2 separate regions of the Mus musculus genome follow, and region 1 is linked to region 2. A link is a contact called in public promoter capture Hi-C data. All regions are on one chromosome and are shown on one strand. The core of a region is the stretch at or near the end of the contact, and the rest is flanking DNA. Distances in the headings are between cores, read along the strand shown. Region 1 holds the start of Susd4 (sushi domain containing 4). Region 2 has its middle 15 kb from the start of Gm33669.

What was found. Promoter capture Hi-C pulls out the DNA fragments that hold promoters and counts their contacts.
Region 1: a contact with region 2 is called in a promoter capture Hi-C map of hippocampal neurons, with 5 times the contacts expected there. The contact joins the promoter of Susd4 here to the enhancer-like site in region 2. A contact is called at or near these places in 10 of 39 promoter capture datasets (the C10 cell line, the HPC-7 cell line, HPC-7-derived erythroid cells and 6 more).

What each region holds. Positions count from the first base shown.
Region 1 is chr1:182,762,853-182,765,581 of GRCm38.p6, reverse strand. Susd4 (sushi domain containing 4) reads right to left here and starts at 1,366. Exons shown (of 9, transcript NM_001356461.1): 1 at 1,186-1,366; 2 at 394-576. The coding sequence starts at 541.
Region 2 is chr1:181,892,598-181,895,297 of GRCm38.p6, reverse strand. No RefSeq gene overlaps it. Among named protein-coding and RNA genes, the nearest start is that of Gm33669, 15 kb to the right of the region's middle. Within about 2 kb of position 1,342, at least 11 of the 459 cell types and tissues checked have an H3K27ac peak or open chromatin away from gene starts, as enhancers often do. A contact at or near this core is called in hippocampal neurons, where this site is marked.

The DNA of each region.
Region 1 (2,729 bases), core at 117-2,616, 870 kb before region 2:
TCAAATCCAGAAGCCCAAACCTGACCTGTGTGTGAAGGGCAAAGATCAAGGGTCGAAGGGCTACAAATACACTGCTTCCCCCCACCCCCACCCCCACACACTCCTTTGATCCTCTTTTTCCTCTGGGCCAAAATGGGAAAATGTGCCAGGCTTCTTATCCTTCCTTCAGAAAAGCCCAATTGGGCTGCCGGTGGGTGTGCGAACCTACACCGGTTCCACACAATTTTCTGTGAACTCCAGGGGTTTTGCAGAAGGCTGGGACACAGGGACTCTATTTCTCAGGCACCCCTAAAGTCTGCACGTATGCAGAAGGCGCAGTGCTGTCCGGTCGGTACAGTCTCCCCTCCCTGCTGGGCCATTCAAAGCTCCCCCCACCACAGCGGGGTCACTCACCACCCGTGAGCTGTGCAGGGCCAAAGCACAGCGCCAGTTGAAACCACAGGATCACGGCCAAGAGTCTCTGGGGGGACTGAGGCTGCTGTTGCTGCAGCTGCTGCTCTAGAAATCCATCTCCATTGCTCGGGTTCATTCCATGATACATCTTTCATCCACAGAGGGCATCCAGCTTGCGAGAGTCTGCAACCAGGAGCGGAACACGACAATACCCCGGGGTTGCCCGGGCTCTGGGGCCAAGCTCTCCCTCCTCCACCCTGGGGGCCCGGTGCCTGGGCTTTGCGGGCTCCATCCCATCCCATCCCTGTTCGCCCCTGCGCAGCCCCCGCCCCCTTTCCCACAGCGAGATCCTCCCTGCCACCCCCCATGCAGGGTCCAGAGAGTAGCAGCCACCATGGGATACTGCGCGTGCGGGAGGGATGGAGGAGGGGAGAGAGGACAGGGGTTAGTGCACACTGGCTCTGTGCTGGTCCCCGGGATTCAGCGGCTCTGATCATGACAGGAAAGTCTAAAGCCTTATAGCATCAAGCGGCTGAGAAAACACTTTTCCCCGGGCCTGTACATTTCACTCTGAGGAATCTCACAATGTGCCCCCTGCTGCCCCTGGATACTTCTCTGCTTTTCCAAGGATTGGGAGGCTCCTATTGCCCCAGTCCCTTATGAAATCTGAGCTGTTATTTTTATTTTAAAAATTCCTCCCTTAGGGGAGCTGAGCCAGGAGCCAACTCGCCCAGCCCGGCCTGCGCACGCCTCCCCGGGGCAGGCAAGCCCCTTCCGGGCTCCGGCTCTTACCTGTGGGTCTCATGCATGCAGCTTCCTTCCCTCCTCCGCCTCCTCCCCCCGCCAGTCTAACCCGCATCTGTGCGCGACCTCTGCTGCCGCCTCTGCGCGAGCAAGCAAGCGAGCGAGCGAGCAAGACAGAGGAGCGAGCGAGCGAGCGAGACGGAAGCCTCGGCGGCTGCCGGGCTACACCGCCCCCGCCCGTCCCGCCGCGCGCTCCCTCCCCGGGCTCCCCCGAGTGGCCGGGGGCGGGGGTGACGAGGGCCACGGCTGCCGGGCTGCGCGCGCCCGCTACCTGAGCTCGGGAGCGCGCGGCGGCGGCGCGGAGAGGGGGAGGAAGGGACGAGGCCCGGGCGCGCGCGGGAAGGGCAGGGGCGCGCGGGCCTGCACGCGCCTCGGCGGGTCCCAGCCAGCGCCGGTAGCAGGGGTAAGGGGATGGCGTGGGCGGAGGAGGACGCCGTGGCCAATGGGAAGCCGGCGCGCCTGCACCTGTCGGGCACGAGTCGCCAGGCGGCGGCACACACGCACACGCATTCACACACGCGCATACGCGTATGCACGCACACATACCCAGGCACACGCACGCGCACACACCGCAGGTCTGCGCCGCGATCCTTCACCAGTGGCCTCTGGAGCCCTTAGCCCCGTGTGTGCCACCAGAGGCTGTGACCTCGAAGGTGGAGGTGGACAGGATGATCCCACCCAGGACCATCACCGATGACAGGGTTAACTTGAATGGGGCGGTGTAAGCACAACCCTTGCTGCTAAAACCTCAAGTTCTTGGTGACCCCGAACATCTCCACGGGTGTGAGCTTCCCCTAGAGCCCAGTGGACAGCCCGAGGAGGCTGGGTCTCTGTCTCCCGTCCCTTGCACCGTCGGCATTTTCCCTCTTGGCTGCCTTGGAGATAGACGCAAGCATCTCTCGGAGCTTTCTCTTGAGAGGCTCTCCCTCAGGGAGACAAGTGACCGGGCAGTGAGATGATGGGTGCCAATGCGGGAAAGCTGGATATCACCGGAAGCTTATTTCCTTTGGGTAAGAACCCGAAAGGATCAGGGGTCCCCAGGAAAGAACGTTCCCCTGGTCAGCGGTCCCTTCCTGGTGTCTTAAGTTCAGCCTGCTGCTAGCTCTGTTCTCCCAACCTTTGCTGTTCCCCAGCAAGCTAGACCTCCCTCTGAGGTCTGGGCCGGCTCCTAGGGTACTTGTGTGAGCCTTGGTGATTAAGGGGTGTGCCTTAATGAGGTAGGGCCGGCAGGCAGTATTTTTGAACCACTGGATCCCCATTATTCTGTAGCAATTTGTGGATATGAAAAACCATGTTTCTGATACAGCCACCAAATCATCTCGTCCTTCTATCGACTTTCCCAAAATCTCACATACTGAAGGTAGTTTGGAAATTACAGCTTTTACCGTGTTGGCTTTTACTGCGAGTAATTTTAACAAATTCTTGCAGGAGAAATTAGCTTTTAGTAGATAAATCTAGTTCAATGTTGTTGATTTTTTTTTTCGATTTGTAAAATTGAGATGTCAGCTTTGCACGGAGTAAGTTGAACAGTT
Region 2 (2,700 bases), core at 93-2,592:
AGGAAGGCAGTCTGGTGAGCGTGGGCAAGTGTACCAAGCCATGGAGCTGCTGCTTGTATTGTGAAGGGTTAGGGTCGTCAGAAATCACCCTAACATGGTTTCTGTGGTTGCAATGTGCTGAGGGGTAGCTGCCTGCTGCCGACAGCCCACGCTGTCCATCAGTACCACAGTTTTTGACACAGCTTCACTCACTATCCTTCTCAATCTTGTTGCAAATTTTGTGTATAGCTCAGACTCTGATCCTCCTCTGTCAGTCTCCCAAGTGCTCTAGGCGTAGGCCTTAACCATCTTGAAGATGTCTTCTTCAGAGCTAGGTTTTAAAATCATCCCCAGGGTCTAGAGAAGTGGCCCCAAGATTAAGAGCACTTGCTGCTCTGTAAACCTGGAGTCGGTTCCCAGCATTTATGTGGTGGCTTACATACAGGCATCTGGAACTCCAGTTCCAGAGGATCTGACCTCCACAGTCATCAGGCACACACATGGTACACGTACTTACATGCAAAACAAGAAACAAAAAAAAAAAAAAAAAGAGGGCTAGAGAGATGGCTCAGCGGTTAAAAGCACTTGACTGCTCTTTGAAGGTCCTGAGTTCAAATCCCAGCAACCATATGGTGGCTCACAACCATCCGAAATGAGATCCTATGCCCTCTTCTGGTGCATCTGAAAACAGCTACAGTGTACTTAGATATAATGGGGCTTTTTTGTTTTGTTTAAAAGAAACAAGAACATCAGATGCAACGTTGTTGCTGTGGTAATCGGATAGTTGTCGCTGTGATTCATACAATACACAGTTGAATTTGTGAAACCAGGAAGCTTAGTCGTTATGTATCCTGAGACTTTTTTTTTTTTTTTTTTTTGTAGCTCTGCCTCTGAGCCTAGAACCTTTGGAACCTACCTTTGAAGATAGGTGATAGGTTTCAATCTGCTGAGACAAGTGTGTCCGCACAAACAGGCCACCTAAATGCTGTAAGGAGATTTGATAGTTTTTAGCCAGAACCCTGATAAGTGGTTGAGGCCTTACCATCATGTTTGGCCCTCTTATCAGTTGGACTAAAACAGGAAACTTGCTGCACACAGCTCACTAAATGCATGTGTGACTAGCACCAGGGTCAAGAAGCATCCATATGGGACTCCATGTGAGCCCCTTCATGTTCTTTCTGTAGTTCACAGCCAGCATAACCTCTCCTGCCTTCTTCTCGCCACACTTGGCTGTCTCCTGTGCTTGATATAAATGGAACTGTGCCTTTTTGTGCTTGGCATCTTTCTCTCAGTCTTGTGCGTGAGCCTCATCCACAGCGCATTGTGGTGGGTAGTCCGTGCTCAGTGTGATAGAGTAGTTCCCAGCTTGGGGCTATTACGAGCAGTGCCACTATGAGTCTCCCAGCATGTGTGCTGAACAGATGGACGCCTTTCTTCTGCGTTTGTATCTAGGAATAGCCATGGTGGGCCACCACAGATGCCATGCCACTTCAGCAGGCACCTCCTCTATGTACACACTATGGCGGTAGCCACCTGGGAGGATATCAGAGGGGACTGTGAGCCTCCTGTTGTGAGCCTGGCATCAATCCAGCAAACATCCAGAGATCCAAACCCGAGCACACCACAAACCGTGTTCTTTGTTTCCCTGGAATGTAAATGAGAAGCACCTTTCATTCATGACTACACCTACCAAATGGATACTTACAAGACAGGACTCCCTGCCCCTCTCGAGATGTTTATATTTGATTCGTTTTTAAATGGATTGCATTTTAAGTTGTCACACAGCAGCATGCAGGACTATGGAGTAGTTTCTCCATTCTCATGGGGTAGACTCTATAAAGCTCCCAACCCAGCAAGGAGATGAGGCCACTTTTTTTTTCCTCTGAAAGGTATTCTATAACCGTGGTTCTCAACCTTCCTAATTCTGTGGTCCTTTAATACAGGCCCTCATGTTGTGTTGGCCCACAACCACAACATTTTCATTGCTGCTGCTACTTTAAAAAGATTTGTTTGAGCCGGGCGTGGTGGCGCACGCCTTTAGTCCCAGCACTCGGAAGGCAGAGGCATGTGGATTTCTGAGTTTGAGGCCAGCCTGGTCTACAGAGTGAGCTCCAGGACATCCAGGGCTACACAGAGAAACCCTGTCTCAAAAACCAAGAAAAAAATTTTTTTATTTTATGTATGTGAGCACAGTGTAGCTGTCTTGAGACACACCACCAGAAGAGGACATTGAATCCTATTACAGATGGTTGTGAGCCACCATGTAGTAGCTGGAAATTGAACTCAGGATCTCTGGAAGAGCAGTTAATGCTCTTAAGGAGCCATCTCTCCAGCCCCTCATTGCTGCTTCTTAACTAGTTTTGCTACTGTATGAATCATAATGTAAATATCTGTGTTTTCTGATGGTCTTAGGTGACCCCTTGTGAAAGGGTCATTCTACTCCAGAGAGGTCACAACCCACAGGTTGAGAGCCACTGTCCACTGTTTCACAAGTTCTTGGGTTAGGGAGGTGATTCTGCCCTTCATAATAATCCAAGGTTTTTAAGCACAAAGTGGAAATTAACCTTTGTGACAGATTTTTGGTTGTTTGGTTTTGAGACAGGGTTTCTCTTGTGTAGCCCTGGCTGTCCTGGAACTCACTCTGTAGACTAGGCTGACCTTGAACTCAGAAATCTTCCGGCCTCTGCCTCCCAAGTGATGGGATTAAAGGCATGACAGGTT